Regions from separate parts of the Mus musculus genome. Here region 1 is linked to region 2. A link is a contact called in public HiChIP or PLAC-seq data. All regions are on one chromosome and are shown on one strand. Each heading gives the region's core, a stretch centred on a gene start, on an enhancer-like site or on the middle of the called end of the contact. The rest is flanking DNA. Distances are from core to core; before and after follow the strand shown.

Region 1 (6,975 bases), core at 553-3,052, 550 kb after region 2:
CAGCAGGACCCATGCAATAGGAATTTGATGGGGGTGGGAAAGAGGGGAGAACATTAAACAGATGAATTAAGAGTGAAGAATTAAGTCAACATGGCCAAGAGAGTCCAGCTCTAATTCTCTTACTTGCTTCCCACTGTCATATATTCAAGATGCAGAGAGCTCAGTCAACACACAGGCGTTTCAGCCATAAGGGAAATGGAAGACCTGCTGCTCACATGACTCTAATGCCTGGGGACTAGACGGAAAAATGTGGTATGTATGAGAAAGCCAGGGATGTTGGTGGAAGAGCAAGAAAGGCAAGAAGCCACTGTGGGCTCAAGTGTACAGAGGGGATCTCTGTAGTAGTTGAAAAGTACAAAGTACATGCAACTGGCTCTACTTCCAAAGATCCAATTAAGAGTACAGGAATACTAGCAAGAAAGAAGAAAATCATTTGATAAATAGGAAGGTTATAATCAACAGCACTGTAAACTCAGTCTGACTGTATATGCACATGTAGAGTCCAGAAATCAACGTGAAGTGTTTTTCTCCGTCACTCTCCAGCTTCATCTTCTTTTTTGGAAACAAGGTCTCTCCAACTGGAGCTGGCTGGTTCAATTGGGCAGTTGGTCAGCAAGTCCTCATGATCCATCTGTCTGTTTGCCTCCTCCCACTACAGAATTCAAACCCAGCCCCTCATGCATGCACACCAAGCACCATACTCACTGAGCCATCTCCCCGAGTCCCTGAATCCATATTCTCAAGCTGTTTAGCTGAAGATATTTTATTAAGGCATGTTTATACTTTTCATGTACAATCACAAATGCCACTGGTTTGTAGTACTATACATCCACTATTAACTACAAGTAGTATTTCTACTTCATAATACAAATGATCTCAAGTCTAAATTCCAATGTCTACAATGATGTGTTTATGCTATAAAGTTGTCAGAAACCTAGGGAAAAAAATGTAAAAAGTTAAGCCTCAGAGGGGGAAAAAAACTGAATTATAACCAGAAGTCTGCATGTTACTTAAAATGTGATAAGAACTGGAGTTGCTTAACCAAACCTTTTAATAATACCTTCTATAACTATACTCAACAAAAATCACTGAAACAAATAAATCTGTAGCTAATCCAGTGAGAAATATTGATCACATTTTATAGGAAACCCACAATAAACAACGAATCTTATTTATCTAACCCTCCAGGAACCAATTCCTATCAGATAGAAAACCTTAACTGAAAAGACTTAAGTGAGGCAGAGCCTTTCAGTTGCAGGCACAGAAAAAGAGCACTGTCTCTTTAAGTGGAAGGACCTGCTGCAGTTAGGTAGTATTAAGCCAAGGGAAAGTTCTGAAGTTTAACTCTCAGGAGCAAATGGTTTTTCTACTTGCGAAGAAAACTCTGTTGAAAGATAGAAGACTACATCCCACCAGTAAAAACAGAACAGTCTTCAGTCAGTGACAGCTTTGCCTACAGAGAGAGAGAGAGAGAGAGAGAGAGACAGAGAGAGAGAGAGAAAAAAGTGTCACAGGCTCACTTTATTAAACCATATGCTCACTGCCCTGTGAAGCAAGCAGGGTCACTAATTAGTTCATTCTGTGAAAGAAGCCCTTCCTGATCCCGTTGACTTTTGTCCCCCTGGTTAGCTCCAGCTATTTCTGTCATGCAACTTGAAAATCACTGGAGGGAGGAAGATCGCCATAACAACCGCTGAAATGATCTTGTGGAATGTGTCTAGTGGCACTGGAGTAACCTGAATATGTGCTCCAGATGTGTCGGCTGTCAGGGAAAAAGTAAACACATCTGACGGACAGCGTAGGACTAGATGGCCTCCAAGCGACTCCAGAGTCTGGGGGGAGGGGCTGCAGCTCCAGCAGAGGCCGCAGAGGCAGGGAGTCCCCAGCTGCAGAGGACTCAGGACCCACCAGGCCTGAAGGACTGAGTGTGACTGTTCCTCTGAGCACCTCCTGAGTGGCCTCTGCGAATTTCCGTCTGGCATGGACTTGTGAGCATTTGGGAGCAAACTAAAACATGAAGGCTGAGAGGAGGGGGGAGAGGGGAAGAGAGGAGCGGCTCAGAATGCTGCTTTCTGTCTTAAATATTAATGGCAACATGTTTCTGAAGCATTCTGTCTTGGGGTAGGGAGCTGTCTCTGGCCACTGCTCTCACTCTATCAAGTGAAGAGTTCTGTTTCTTTGCCCCCATGTGTAGCTAAGCGCCCGCCCTTTTATTAGGTGACTGAGGGACCACATTCCTGATAGCAAATGTTCCCTTTTTGATGATGGTGTGTGGTTCCATAGTTTTTCACAAGTTGGACATGCGGGTTGATTCCTTAATTCAAAACACTTTTTAAAAAATATTTTTTAAAATAAAATACACAGAAGTGGCTAGAAAACTACAAGGGCCAAAAATCCATTTTCACCTTACTTCCTGCCCTCCTGTATAACTGCAAAAAAACAAAAAAAATTAGATCTGTGCTCAGTGTTAAAAGTTCAGAAGTAAAGCAGAAGTTCTGTTAATATCTAGCACACAGTAGGTACTTTAATTTTAATGTACAAAATCCAAAAAATATTCATATAAACAGTAACAGGAAATGTTTTTTCTTTAAGTAACCAAGCTCAAAAATACTGAATAAACATAAATAGGTTAACTTATTTCCCCAGAGGAACGAAAAACACAGCACTAAAGAAAATCAGAAAGAGCCAGACCCTCAGTGTGGAACACATGCTGCCTACTCCTGCCTACATATGTGTAAAGCATCCACTACCGTCTCCACACGAAGGCTCGAGTCTGTGACAAGACTACAGAAGTCTGTGTGGAAATTTAGACTCCTTCAAAAGCTGTTCAGCCAGGACAGTCTAGCTTTTCTTTCAGGCCCTGCACAATTTTATTTCATGAAAAACTGTAATGGTTTTCTAACATTGTTTAGACACAGAACATAACTGCTCTGGAATATAATTATCTCTATAAGATATACAGTTACGATATACAACTGTTTACGTGATGTTTAAGTTCTTCAAATTGCCAAAGATTAACATTCACTAGGGCCAATAAATTCTACCAGCCCGACCAATGGCAGGCAGCATTCACCTGACTCTCTCACCCAAGGTGACGACTGCCAGCTTATAATCTCCCTTCAGCTTCTAAACATCAAACTTCCCCCTCCTGAGAGACCCATAAGTGATCTGGATTCTGAAAGTCCATCACCAAAAAGGGATATGGGGAGGAACCAAAATAATTATTGCCTGAGAGCAGAAAATGGGGTAAATCATCAACTGACTCCCAATTCACAGCCGTGACCTGGCAGAAGACGACACAGAGGGTGTTTGGAGGCAGAGAAACTTAACGTGGAAGCCTGCCTGAGAGAGCGGCAGAAATGCAGGGCACTGCTTCAGCCTTCCAGAAACTGGCTCCACTGGAAGCAGGCAGGAAGAAGCCAGGGAGAGGGTCACAACAGTGGGAAACGCTTGCTTTCTCTGTTTCCTCCTCCAAGGGAGAGCGCTGGCATTTCCTTGTGAGAGAAACTGAACTTCTTGACCAGTTAGACAACCTAAAATAATCTTCGCCGAAGTCCAATTCATAAACACCCATTGGCAACCTCTAAAAACCAGAAATCATCTGGGTGTGCACAATTTGCAGGGCACACTTTATGATGATTACAGTCCAATCTAGCCACCTTTCTACACCAGATTTTAAAACTTCATAAAGGCCTGTCAAGATTTTCAAATAAAAAAGTCAAATATTTAAAAACCTTTATAAGCCAAAATTATAAATGTGCACATTTGTAAAATGAAGTGCCAAGTGTCTGGAAGACGGACGGGCTTCTTTCTCAGCCATTCTCATTTTCCCTGATCCTTAGCATTGAACCAGTGAGGGATAAGCTTGTGTATCCAAAACACTTGGAAACATTCGTACTCATTTTTTTAGTATTTCTTATTCTTCTCAGGTTTTTTAAATGGAACTTGCAACACTTTTCCTCTTTAAAAGAATGGCATTATGATTTAAATGTAAAATGCCTTCCCCCTCGATGCCCCGCGCCCCCAATGTGGGCTTGTGTGTTCTAAACACTTGATCCCTAGCTGGTCTTGCTGTTTAGGGAGGTGGGGTCTAACTGGTAGAAGGGGGCACTGGGAGGTAGGGCCACTGAGGACAAAGCAGTTTCCAATCACGCTCTGTTTTCTGGTCTTCTGAGATGTGAACATGCCCCATCATGCATGAGCCATAGTGGTCAGCGATCCACACCTTTTCCACCATGGTGGAATACTAAGCCACAAACAAGCCTGTTTCTGTCATGTTGGATGCCACAAAGATGAGGAAAGAGTGACAGACAGAGATGGTCAGTAGGGCACTGGATCTCTTGGTTTAGTTACTTGATTTTGAATTATATGTAGATATGTGTCTGGAGGGGTTTATGTACACAATAGACCTCCTCTGCGGTGCTAGAGGATGGCAGACACATCTGCAGCTGGAGTTAAAGTTGTAAGCCACCTGATGTGTGTATGTGTGTGTCTGTGGGGCAGGTGGGTCACAACTGCCTGTAACTCAAGCTGCCAAAGATTCAATGCCCTCTTCAGATGTACATGCTCACTCTGTCTCTCTGTCTCTCTCTCATATATATACACACATAATTAAAAGTAAAATGAATCTTTCTTTTTTTAAAGATCTAAGTAAATAAAATGTGACAGCAATTCCTTCCTTTTCTCTAGGGCACTGCAGATCATCAACTATGAGCGAGTTAAGGAAGACCAGGACACTTGAATAATGTGGACCTTAAAACCTAACTGAACCTCTCCTTCCTTTTTCCTTCCCTCCCCACCCCTCCCCTCCCCAAGATCTTATAATGTTCTCCTGGCCTGGAACTCACTATATAAACCCTGCTGGCCTGGTTCTTTGAGGTCACCACCATGTGTCATGCTACCAAGGGAAAAGAAACCATGAAGGCAGTAAAGAATTCTAGAGACAAGCAGCAATTTGTGAAACAGAACACAGAGAACCCAGCATCTTCTGCCCAGTTTCAGGGACAGAAAGAATCCCTCATTAAGAACACAGCTTTGGGCTGGGAAGTCCCAGACTTCAGCAATAACAGTGTGGCAGCGTATGCCTTTAATCCTAGCATTCAGGAGGCAGAGGCAGGCCGATTTCTGAGTTGGAGGCCAGCCTGGTCTACAAAGTGAGTACCAGGACAGCCAGGGCTACACAGAGAAACCCTGTCTCGAAAAAAACAAACAGTGTCTTTGCTTAACATGAATGAGCCCTTCCAACTCCAGCAGCATAGTAAGTTAAAAAATAGCTTTAAATGCTGACTAGTTTACTAGGACTACAACATAAATTTACATAAAAAGCCATGAAGCCCTCCACCCTACTCATGGCCTTGACTATAAAACAAGTGAGCTAGAATCTTTGGAACCCTTAAGACAAAGCATAGCAATACTAATTTCTAAGAAAAATATTTTCAATAATTCCTCAATTTTAAATACTTCCCATATAGAATTTAAATGGAAGAAAACGCTGAACAAAACTTGAGACCTTGTTCAAATATCTTCTCCACACAAACAAGGAATCAGGCTTAAGGAATGGTTGGTCATTTGCCCAACATGACCCTACTATGTGTCTGGAGGAGAGAAGGCAAACAGTGCTCCACCCTCTCTCTGCTACTGGCAACTTCTCTCCCTATCTTCGAATGGCAACTGTCCAGTTTCTCACATGGTGAATTCTAACTCAGATGCCCTCTGCCTACAAATGAATGGCAAGAGCAACAACCAACTCCAAACACCTCCCTGACAGTCTCAACCTTCTGCTCCTAAAGCACTCACTTAGACTATTAAGAAGGAAGGCAGTCGCCCACTTTGAGTTTAACTCAACTCTTTGTTGCCCTGGCTCCTGGGACATGTGACTGCAGGTGCTGATATGCCAAGAGGAAGCCAGAGTGAGAAGTTACAATACTGGAGTCAGTTAGTGTCCTCAGAGCAGTAATGGCTGACTTTACCTACTCACTATGTGTTCCTTTAATCTTAATTATGAACAAGGAACATGTTTCTACTCTGGGTTTTCAATGTCATTGTCCCTGTAGGCCCCTCCCTGATCCGTGGCATGTTAGAAATTGCTGGGTGCTTGGCTTCCTTCCATAAGGAATCATTGTTCTTGCACATGGGACAAGTGATATCCCTGGATCCAGGAGGACCACTTCAGAGGGACTGACACAATGGCCATGTTCTTTAAAACAGAAAGAATGGTCTGAGTCAAAATTCTGCTGAAAACCTCCAGGCACCTCCCATCGAGGGACAGCCCCAGCTTACTCACCAATCATAACTCATTCTCTCTGCATCACCTGTGACAGCCTGCATCCTCACCTCAAGAGCACCATGCCCTCCGTGTGAGGTGACTTCATTTCTCTTTATCCATCTGACCTCAGCTAAAGGCCCTTCAAATTTGTCTGCCCTAACCACAAAACTACATTTGGTGGCCCCTGCTTCCTATCTGGGGGTTTTGAGGAATTCCTAAGCAAAAATAATAGCAACAACAATAATAATTCTGATATTATTAGCATGAAATTTTCACTCAAACTACACTACACTGGTAAAGAATTAATGTTACAAACTTCTACTTTCCAAAACCTCTTTTATTTCACACATTCCAAAAACAGATCAATACTTCTGAAAACTAGGGTCTCTTTACTCCTTTCCCCAGGTTGGCTTGTAATGTGTGCCTGCCGCAGAAAACAAAGAGAAAAATGTGCAAGCCTTCCGGTCAAACTAAGCCAGACTCTATGACGTCCCACCTGCCTGACCTCAGGCAATTCCACTGCCTTCTCCCGTCCACTCCTTCTTAGAAAAACAATGATGTCTTGCTCAGAGAATTCAGAAGACTTATACCTGGAAGCCAATGTGTGCTTTCCCAAGTACCATAACTGCCATTCTGCAACTCTGTCTGACCATCTAATGATACAGATCTTTGCATCCCTATGTAAACTCCATAAGCATAAAAAAGCTTTA
Region 2 (7,617 bases), core at 2,986-5,485:
TCATTTTGAAATTAGTATTTTTATTAATTCTTTGAGAATTTGTATTTGATTGCATTCGCCTGCACAGTTTCCAAATCTAACCCTTCTCCCTACCCACTCACTGTGTCCCTTTCTCTTTTGAACCCACTAACTCCAATTTTGTTATCCAAAAACTCCTGAATGTGGGCCCTGCCCAGAAGCAGGAGACCCCAACGTTACACCCTTAAGGAAGATGTGCTCCCGCCCTCACTCAAACTATGCATTGCCAATACCTCCTCAACTGGGGATGGGAATTTGTGCCCCCATCCCCACTTCATGCTGGGATATTGTCTGGTTTGAGGCTGCACAGACCTTGTGCACACTGTCACAATTACTGTGGGGTTTCGCACATGTACGTGTGTGTGTGTGTGTGTGTGTGTGTGTGTGTGTGTGTGTGTGTGTGTGTCTGTACGTGTGTGTGCTGGAATGTATCCAGAAAACACCTCTCACGGTAGACCCTCACCACCTCTGGCTCTTACACTCTTTCCACTCCCTTTTCTGGAATGATCCCTGAGCCTTCAGGGCAGGGGTCTGATGTGGATGAACGAATGGGCATTCACTTAGGACTGAATGACTACTCCACAGTTACTTATTCTTGCAGCAGGGCCTCTTAGCACACAGGGGTCCACCTGGACTTTGGAACATGGGTTCTGGGGATGCACACTCTAGTTCTCACACATAGCAAGCACCTTATCTGCAGAGCCATCATCTGATCCCTAGAATATGTACATTATAAAACACCTTCTCGTACTTGCATTTTACTTTTTAAAACTATTTTTATTTGAGAATTTCTTGATAATATTCATCCCTAGCCTTCTCTTACCCAGTTCCTTCCGATCTCTTCAAGTCTAATGTTGATCTCTCTCTCTCTCTCTCTCTCTCTCACACACACACACAATCTTGTGGTAAATATCCTGGTCCTCCTCGTCCTCTGGCTCTAATAATCTCTCCACACCTTCTTGTGTGATGGTCCCTGGGTCTTACAGATCGTGGTCCTGTTGTAAATGTATTAATTGGGAGAAGGCTCCCTACAGTCTCTGCATCTTGACTAGTGTGGCTTTCACACTTTCTCTTATTTGTGAGTCTGACTCTGTAGATGCAAGTATATAACTGGAAACAATTGTAGATAGCAAGAAAGTAAAAACCAGTTATAGCACGGGTGGCATGGGGGAGATACAAGAGCACCAGAGAGAGAAATAGCAGGACACAGCTGTTACAAAAGAGAAACAGGAAAATGGGTGGGGGGAATCTTGCCTGGGGAGGAAAAAACAAAGAGACAGGGAAGAGATAAATAACACTAAGGATGTTTGGAAAAGCCCATATAAATTATTACATATATATATTATTCGTAAATATTGTATATGCGTATTAGTTATACCAGTAGGTGTGGCAATGCTTCCCCCAAACCATGGATTTATTTAACAAAAACCCCAGTGCCAGGCATGAAAGAACTCCTTTCTAGTTGTTGGTCAGCAAAGTGCAAGAGACTTTCTAAAACAATATAGGTTACTGTCATTGCTTTATTGTCTTCCAGGAAAAGAATATTGGATTATTGTTAAATGCACCAGCCACTTAGGATACAGGGCTTGGGGGAACTGATCTGGGTATGACCTAGAGTCTCCTTATGAAGCACTACCTTTCATGGTACGGAAAGGATTCTACAAACTGCTAAGGAAGCAAAGCATCTGATAGCTCTCCCCAGCAGTGATGTCTATGGACAGGACAGTGACCAGCAAGGCAGGACATCCCCAAAGGTGCAGTGGTGGCTGTTATATCCTGGCACTATAAGCCTGTCCAACTCCTCATGGCTGGAGAGGTCATGGAACCGAGAGGAGAGCCTATTACTGCTAGTTTCCTAAACCAGTATAATCTCTAACTGAATGTAAATACCTACTCACAATCACAGATGAGTGTAGCTCCCACCCATTTTAAGTTTTAAAATCACGTGGTTATTTTTTTCTTTATTCATGATAAGTTCATAATTTCAAGAAGAAAAATGGCTTAAGAAAATCATCTTGTGGTTGATGAGTTTTACAGCTTGTTTAGAACAACGCACCCTGAGGTCATGAGGCTATTTTTCTATTTCATATTTTACAAGCTTTATTGTTAAATTTTTCCCATTAGGCCCAAAATCCATCTATAATTGACTTTTTAAAATGGTGTAAGATAGGCACAAGTCAATTATTTTTCTTTGAGGAATACACATAACTGAACCATTTCCTTAGGAGACCACTCTTTGCACATAACCTTGAGTGAGACCTTGTACATCAGATACTTCATCCAGAGCTCTGTTTCTGGACTTTCAGGTCTGCGCCATGAGTCCAGGTGTCTCTGATTGTACTCTGCATTGCCTTAAGGACCGTTGAACTTTGAACTTTCTGCTTTCCTTTGCTTAGGTTTTGTCTAGACTGTGTTTTATCTTTTGCAGTTCCATATAAAGTTTAGAATTAGCTTGATAATTTTCACAAATTAGAAAAAAAAGGAAAGAAGAAACGAAGTGAAGAGGGGGATACAGAGGAAGGGAGGAGAGGAACAAGCTAGAATGTTTATGGGTATTACTCTGAAGCAATAGATCAATTCGAAAATCATTAATATTTCTACAATATATGTTTTCCCAATCCCACTTACGTGGTAAATTGCTTAAGTCTTGGGAAAACAATAAACAAAAAACACTCTCTGTAAGGTTTGCATATTCAGATATTAGGTTCATAAATCTTGCTAAATGTATTTATACTATTATTTCATTTTAAAATACTATTAAAATGCTATCAAGTTTGAGGTATTCTTTTCTAATATTGCCACAACTAGATAATTGATTTTTAATTATGAAGATATACTGTTTTATCAAATATTTTCTTTATTTATATTTTGAGATGGTTATGATTTTTTCTTTATCCTGTTACTCTGATGAATTCTGTTGACTGATTTCTATGTTAAACCAACCTTGCATGTCTGAAGTAGAGTTGCTTTGTGATATTTGATCCTTTAAGTGTATCTATACATCAGAATTTTATTTCTGTGACAATGTTGGGTGCTTCGGCGATTGCATAGTATTGAGACGACCAAGTGAGCTGCCCAGCCAGGTATAATTCAGGGGCCGAGTGCATGCGGAAGCTCCCGGATTTCAGATCATACCGAAACCTAAAGCCCCATGCCACACTTATATTTAGGAGATGGAGAATTCAATCAGAACTGACCGCAAATCAGACCAAAGGGGAAAATCTATAGTTTGAAACTAATTTTCCTTCAAAAGGGAACAGAGAAGATGAATCACCAGCACTGGGTTATAATGTTGGGAGGCTCTGAAGGCCAAAATGGTGAACTGTAATTATCATTTATAATGTATATTCATAATCATATTGCTTCTAGAACATCTTCATTATCTTTCACTTTTGAAATGATTGTTGTTCCCAACAGACTGGAGAATCCACTTTTATTAGGCCCAGATCATCAATCCAAACCTTTTAAGGTAAGAGTGTTGCTACCTCAGAAGCCAAGGAGACATTTCCTAGCTGGAAAGTGAGCACTCCGTAGTCATTAGCCTCCTGGACCTGTGAGCCAACCCGGCTGCCACTGAAGTTACACTGGCCTCAAATTAACCTGCTCCATTTGTCCACGAATCTTGTCCCTCCTTCTACAGACTAAGTTCTCCACGGCCTTGACAAGCCTTGTTTTATACCAGAGCTAAGTTTCTGGGGGACGGCATGTCGAAATTGAATTTGGTTTCTACAGTTTTATTTGTAATGGAGCCTGTGTTTAAAAGAAAGCCATACTCAATACTTTAAAAGGCAAGTATCCATCGTCTCATCTAACTGGTGTCAGAAATCCTCACTTGCAAAGCGGTAATACCTTTCGTTTATTATTATGGTAGCATCATAAAGCGGACCTTCTTCTCACCTCCTGCACTCCCTGACTGCAGGATTCTTCGGGCAACGCTGATCTCCTCAAGCCTCACAGAGGCCTCCCTTTCCACTCTGTCTGTCATCTTCTCTCCGTCTCAGTGTTTCCTGACTCTGCCTTTGAGCTCCCCCGGTCTCCCAGTTCTGCCTCCCATGGTTGCTCCTCTGTACGATCCATGCCCTTTACTGTTGCGGTGGCCCACGCGCACTGACCTGTTTATGTTAAGACTCTTTGGGATCCTCAGGGACAGCTCACCAGTGACCAGGGGCAGAGCAGCTGTATCAACTCAGCTTGGGGAAGCTCAAGTATCCAGTGATCTTGGCTGCGTGGAGTTTGAAATTAAGCCCAGCATATTACTCACGGCAAAACTCGGGGCCAGCCAAGTTAAATAGAGCACTCCCCGAAACATTCGCAGACTGATTAGAGAAGGAAGCTCCGACTGAAGAGCTCCTATTTTGTGCCTGCTTCTTATTTTTTTAAACAACATGCTCTCTGCAAGCAAGATGGAGAAAGTGGAAACCTCAAAGAATGATATTTATTAATTTAAAATGTTTCGGCCTGTGAACATATGCCAGGTCCCTTTAACTTGATAACAATGGCCACAATTCAATCAAGCTCTTCCTCTCTTTAGAAAGGGCACTGAGTGCTTTGTAAGTAAGCACTGTTGCATTTAATCTTCATGTGAACTGCGCTGTAAGTAGGACTACTCTTCCCATCTGCAGGTGGGCAAGGAGAGGCCCAGAGAAAGCCCAGGACACACTTCTAAGTGATGGAGTTAGAATGTGCTTTCACCTTCTTAGCTGCTCTCATGTGGGTGCAAGTGCCCGGGAACACCTTAAGAGAAGCCGTGGCATTACCCCATGCCTCTGATGGGAAGATGGTTTTTGTTTGGAAGAACTTTGAAGGCCAGGAGTTCAGCAAGCTGGAACACACACCCTACTGAATCAGGCAGGGCTTAATTTGGCAGATTATTTTCTGACCAGAAGGAGATGCTTGCCTTGGAGGAAGAAAGGGGATCATTTAATGGACTTACAGAAAATATTAGTACTCTGTGTGTGTGTCTGTCTTTCTCTCTCTCTCTGTGTCTCTGTCTGTGTTTTTGTCTCTCTCTGTCTCTCTGTCTCTGTCTGTCTGTCTGTCTGTCTCTGTCTGTCTCTGTCTCTGTCTCTGTCTCTGTCTCTGTCTCTGTCTCTGTCTCTCTCTCTCCAGAACACTTGACCTCTTCCCAGGTCATGGATCATTCTCTCTGTTGGCCTTTCTACCTGGGATTGTTCTGGGAATCCTGAAGCTAAGTCCTTGGTCATCCATTTTACCAGACCTGTTCTATCATTTGATCGGGTATCACCGGCACCCTCTGCCGCTGAACATCCACATAGACATGTTTATCGGTGCACTGAGAATCGGTGTACTGAGAATCCTGCTTCTAACAAAGCCCTGGGAATTCCATTGTTTTCCATGCTGAAAGTTTTCATTTGAAAAATAGACCTCTTTGTTTAACTAATGAAAAGGAGGGGTTACTGCTCACTTCTCACGCTGGGTAAGAATTCCACGGGGCAGTAATTCTATTTCTCAGTGGAAAATGTTTCGGTTTCTTAATATTGTTTTGCAGGCTGGTCTCTTCCCAGCCCTTACTCCAAGGACCACACATAAACACATGTACACCCTCATGCATGCACAGTGAAGCATTTTCCACCCTTCCCTGTTGAGGGTTAGGGATGGTCACATCCTTTTTCCAACACCTGCAGAACAAAAATGAGGTGGGTCAAGAGCTGTCACCCAGCCAGAGACATCCTGCTTATTTGGGAACACAATGCCTTTCCCAGCCACATTCTAGCCCCAGAGGCTGGGTGGGCTGCAGAGGAAGGACACTGGACTCCAAACCTCCCTCGTATACACCTCTGTGTCGAGCAATTTTCTCATCAAATGGAAGGGGTGGTTTATAACAGTCCCTCCTCATGTTAGTATAAAGTGGTGACAAACACGGTGCTATCACCTTTGAATGTACTGTGTGGTCAATGTGCTGGTGAGTGGTCTAGACCACACAAAGCAAATCAGAATATGGCCCCAGAAGGCAACTCAGTAGAAGGAGAAAACTCACACACACTCACTTATACAGACTCACTCTGTCACTTAAATATATCAACTGCTGGGCAAGTGACATATGAACCGTTTTCAGCCTTAGAGTCTGGACCTATCACCCACGGGTGTGCAAAGCCATGGGCAGTATGTCTGCAGAATCTTTGCTTTTTCCCCCTCTCTTGTTCACTATTCACTGGCCTTCTAGATGTCCAGCTCCATTCTTATAAAACAAGCCACCTACAGTTGAGAGCTGGCCAGTAGAGCTAAGTCAGAGCTGTGGATCCTCCCCAGGTCGGCTATAACATGAATGTGGGCCGTGGGCACAGCATAGTGTATTGTAGAGTTGTAAGATCTACCAGCAGTGAGAACTATGGCATTCAGGAATTTGAAGAATTCCTTCTCTCTAGGTCTGTGAGTAGAAGCAATACATCTGCCCCCAGTATGTAGATTAAATGCAGTTCTGCATAAGGCAAAGAGGAGGCATGGGCAAGAAGACCATTGTGTGGAAAGAGCCATTTAGAAGATCCACTTGCATTGAATGTAAAGAAAACAGCAGCTGTTAGCATTATGTGAAAAAGAGCTTTGAGGGTAGATAGGATAGTAAGAAGCAAGTGTACCAGTCAGACTGCTTTCAGTTTTAAGTGATGGAAGCCTCGCTTCTAAAGTAACTTAAGCAAATAAATAAATAAGGGATGTATTGGTTCCCATAGTCTAGACACTTTTGGTTAGTTCTTGAGCTGAAGCTAAATACACAAAAATCAGATTATATTGTTAAGTCTACTCTCCTCTCTCTCTCTCCTCTATCTGAGTGTGTGTGTGTGAGGGGGGGGGGGGCTTAGGAGTCAGCAGAGAGACAACTGGTCTTTGCATCTGTGCACCAAACATTGGAAAAATTCTAATTGTCCTACCTTGGACATGTAACTGACTGTAGGGACATGTGATAGAAATTTCTTTGCATTAGTCAATCAGATGGTGCCTACTCTGGTCTAGAAAATGTCCAAGCCATGGGATACAACGGTAAATAAGGCAGGTCTCTGGAGCTTAGGGTCTTCTGAAATGTCAACATTTTAGTTGAGTCCTGCTGCATGAGGAGCCACACAGAAGCATAGCCTCCTCTTAGTTCACAAAGAAGCCCGCATTTGCTCAATTAATAGAAAGCCATGAAATAGAATTCTGTCTACTGTAGGTTCCCTCATGTAAGATAAGCATACCCAACCAGTAGTACAACAGGATACTCTACCACCCCAAGAAGGAGTCTCTGAAAACATGTAGCAGACAGCACTTGTCCACAAATCTGTCCTCAAGGAGGCAGTGTGGAGTTCACTAAAGAAACCCTCACATCCATCTGACACACAGGCATGCAGACCAATTCCATCATGGTTAGAAGCGAGCAGGACCTATAGCTCTTACCATCTGCCCTTCTCATCACAGCTTCAGGAGGGCTTCAGAAGTTTAGAGTTGAGGTATCATTGAATTCTAAGGAGACCTTGGACTTCATAACCCAAGAGGTCTTTTTAAGGTGAAACAAAAGTCCATGTGTGTAGACTTGAGAAAGGGGGCTTTTCTAAAAGTGTGTATTTGGAGAGACCAGTATCCATGCTTCTGCATGACTTGGATATG

The links. HiChIP or PLAC-seq counts read pairs in DNA pulled down with a chosen protein or histone mark.
Region 1: an H3K27ac HiChIP or PLAC-seq map of the NIH/3T3 cell line shows a contact between it and region 2, with 7 times the contacts expected there. The contact joins two enhancer-like sites. A contact is called at or near these places in 2 of 484 Hi-C or Micro-C datasets (liver and uterus), 5 of 115 datasets of contacts at active chromatin or transcription factors (the NIH/3T3 cell line, embryonic limb bud, embryonic stem cells and 2 more) and 1 of 9 other capture datasets (embryonic stem cells).

Annotation. Positions count from the first base shown.
Region 1 is chr4:84,636,064-84,643,038 of GRCm38.p6, forward strand. The region is part of intron 1 of Bnc2 (basonuclin 2); the gene reads right to left. Among named protein-coding and RNA genes, the nearest start is that of Bnc2, 36 kb to the right of the region's middle. Within about 2 kb of position 1,803, at least 73 of the 459 cell types and tissues checked have an H3K27ac peak or open chromatin away from gene starts, as enhancers often do. A contact at or near this core is called in the NIH/3T3 cell line and uterus, where this site is marked.
Region 2 is chr4:84,084,191-84,091,807 of GRCm38.p6, forward strand. The region is part of intron 1 of Gm33410 (a long non-coding RNA gene); the gene reads left to right. Among named protein-coding and RNA genes, the nearest start is that of Gm33480, 6.1 kb to the left of the region's middle. Within about 2 kb of position 4,236, at least 38 of the 459 cell types and tissues checked have an H3K27ac peak or open chromatin away from gene starts, as enhancers often do. A contact at or near this core is called in the NIH/3T3 cell line and uterus, where this site is marked.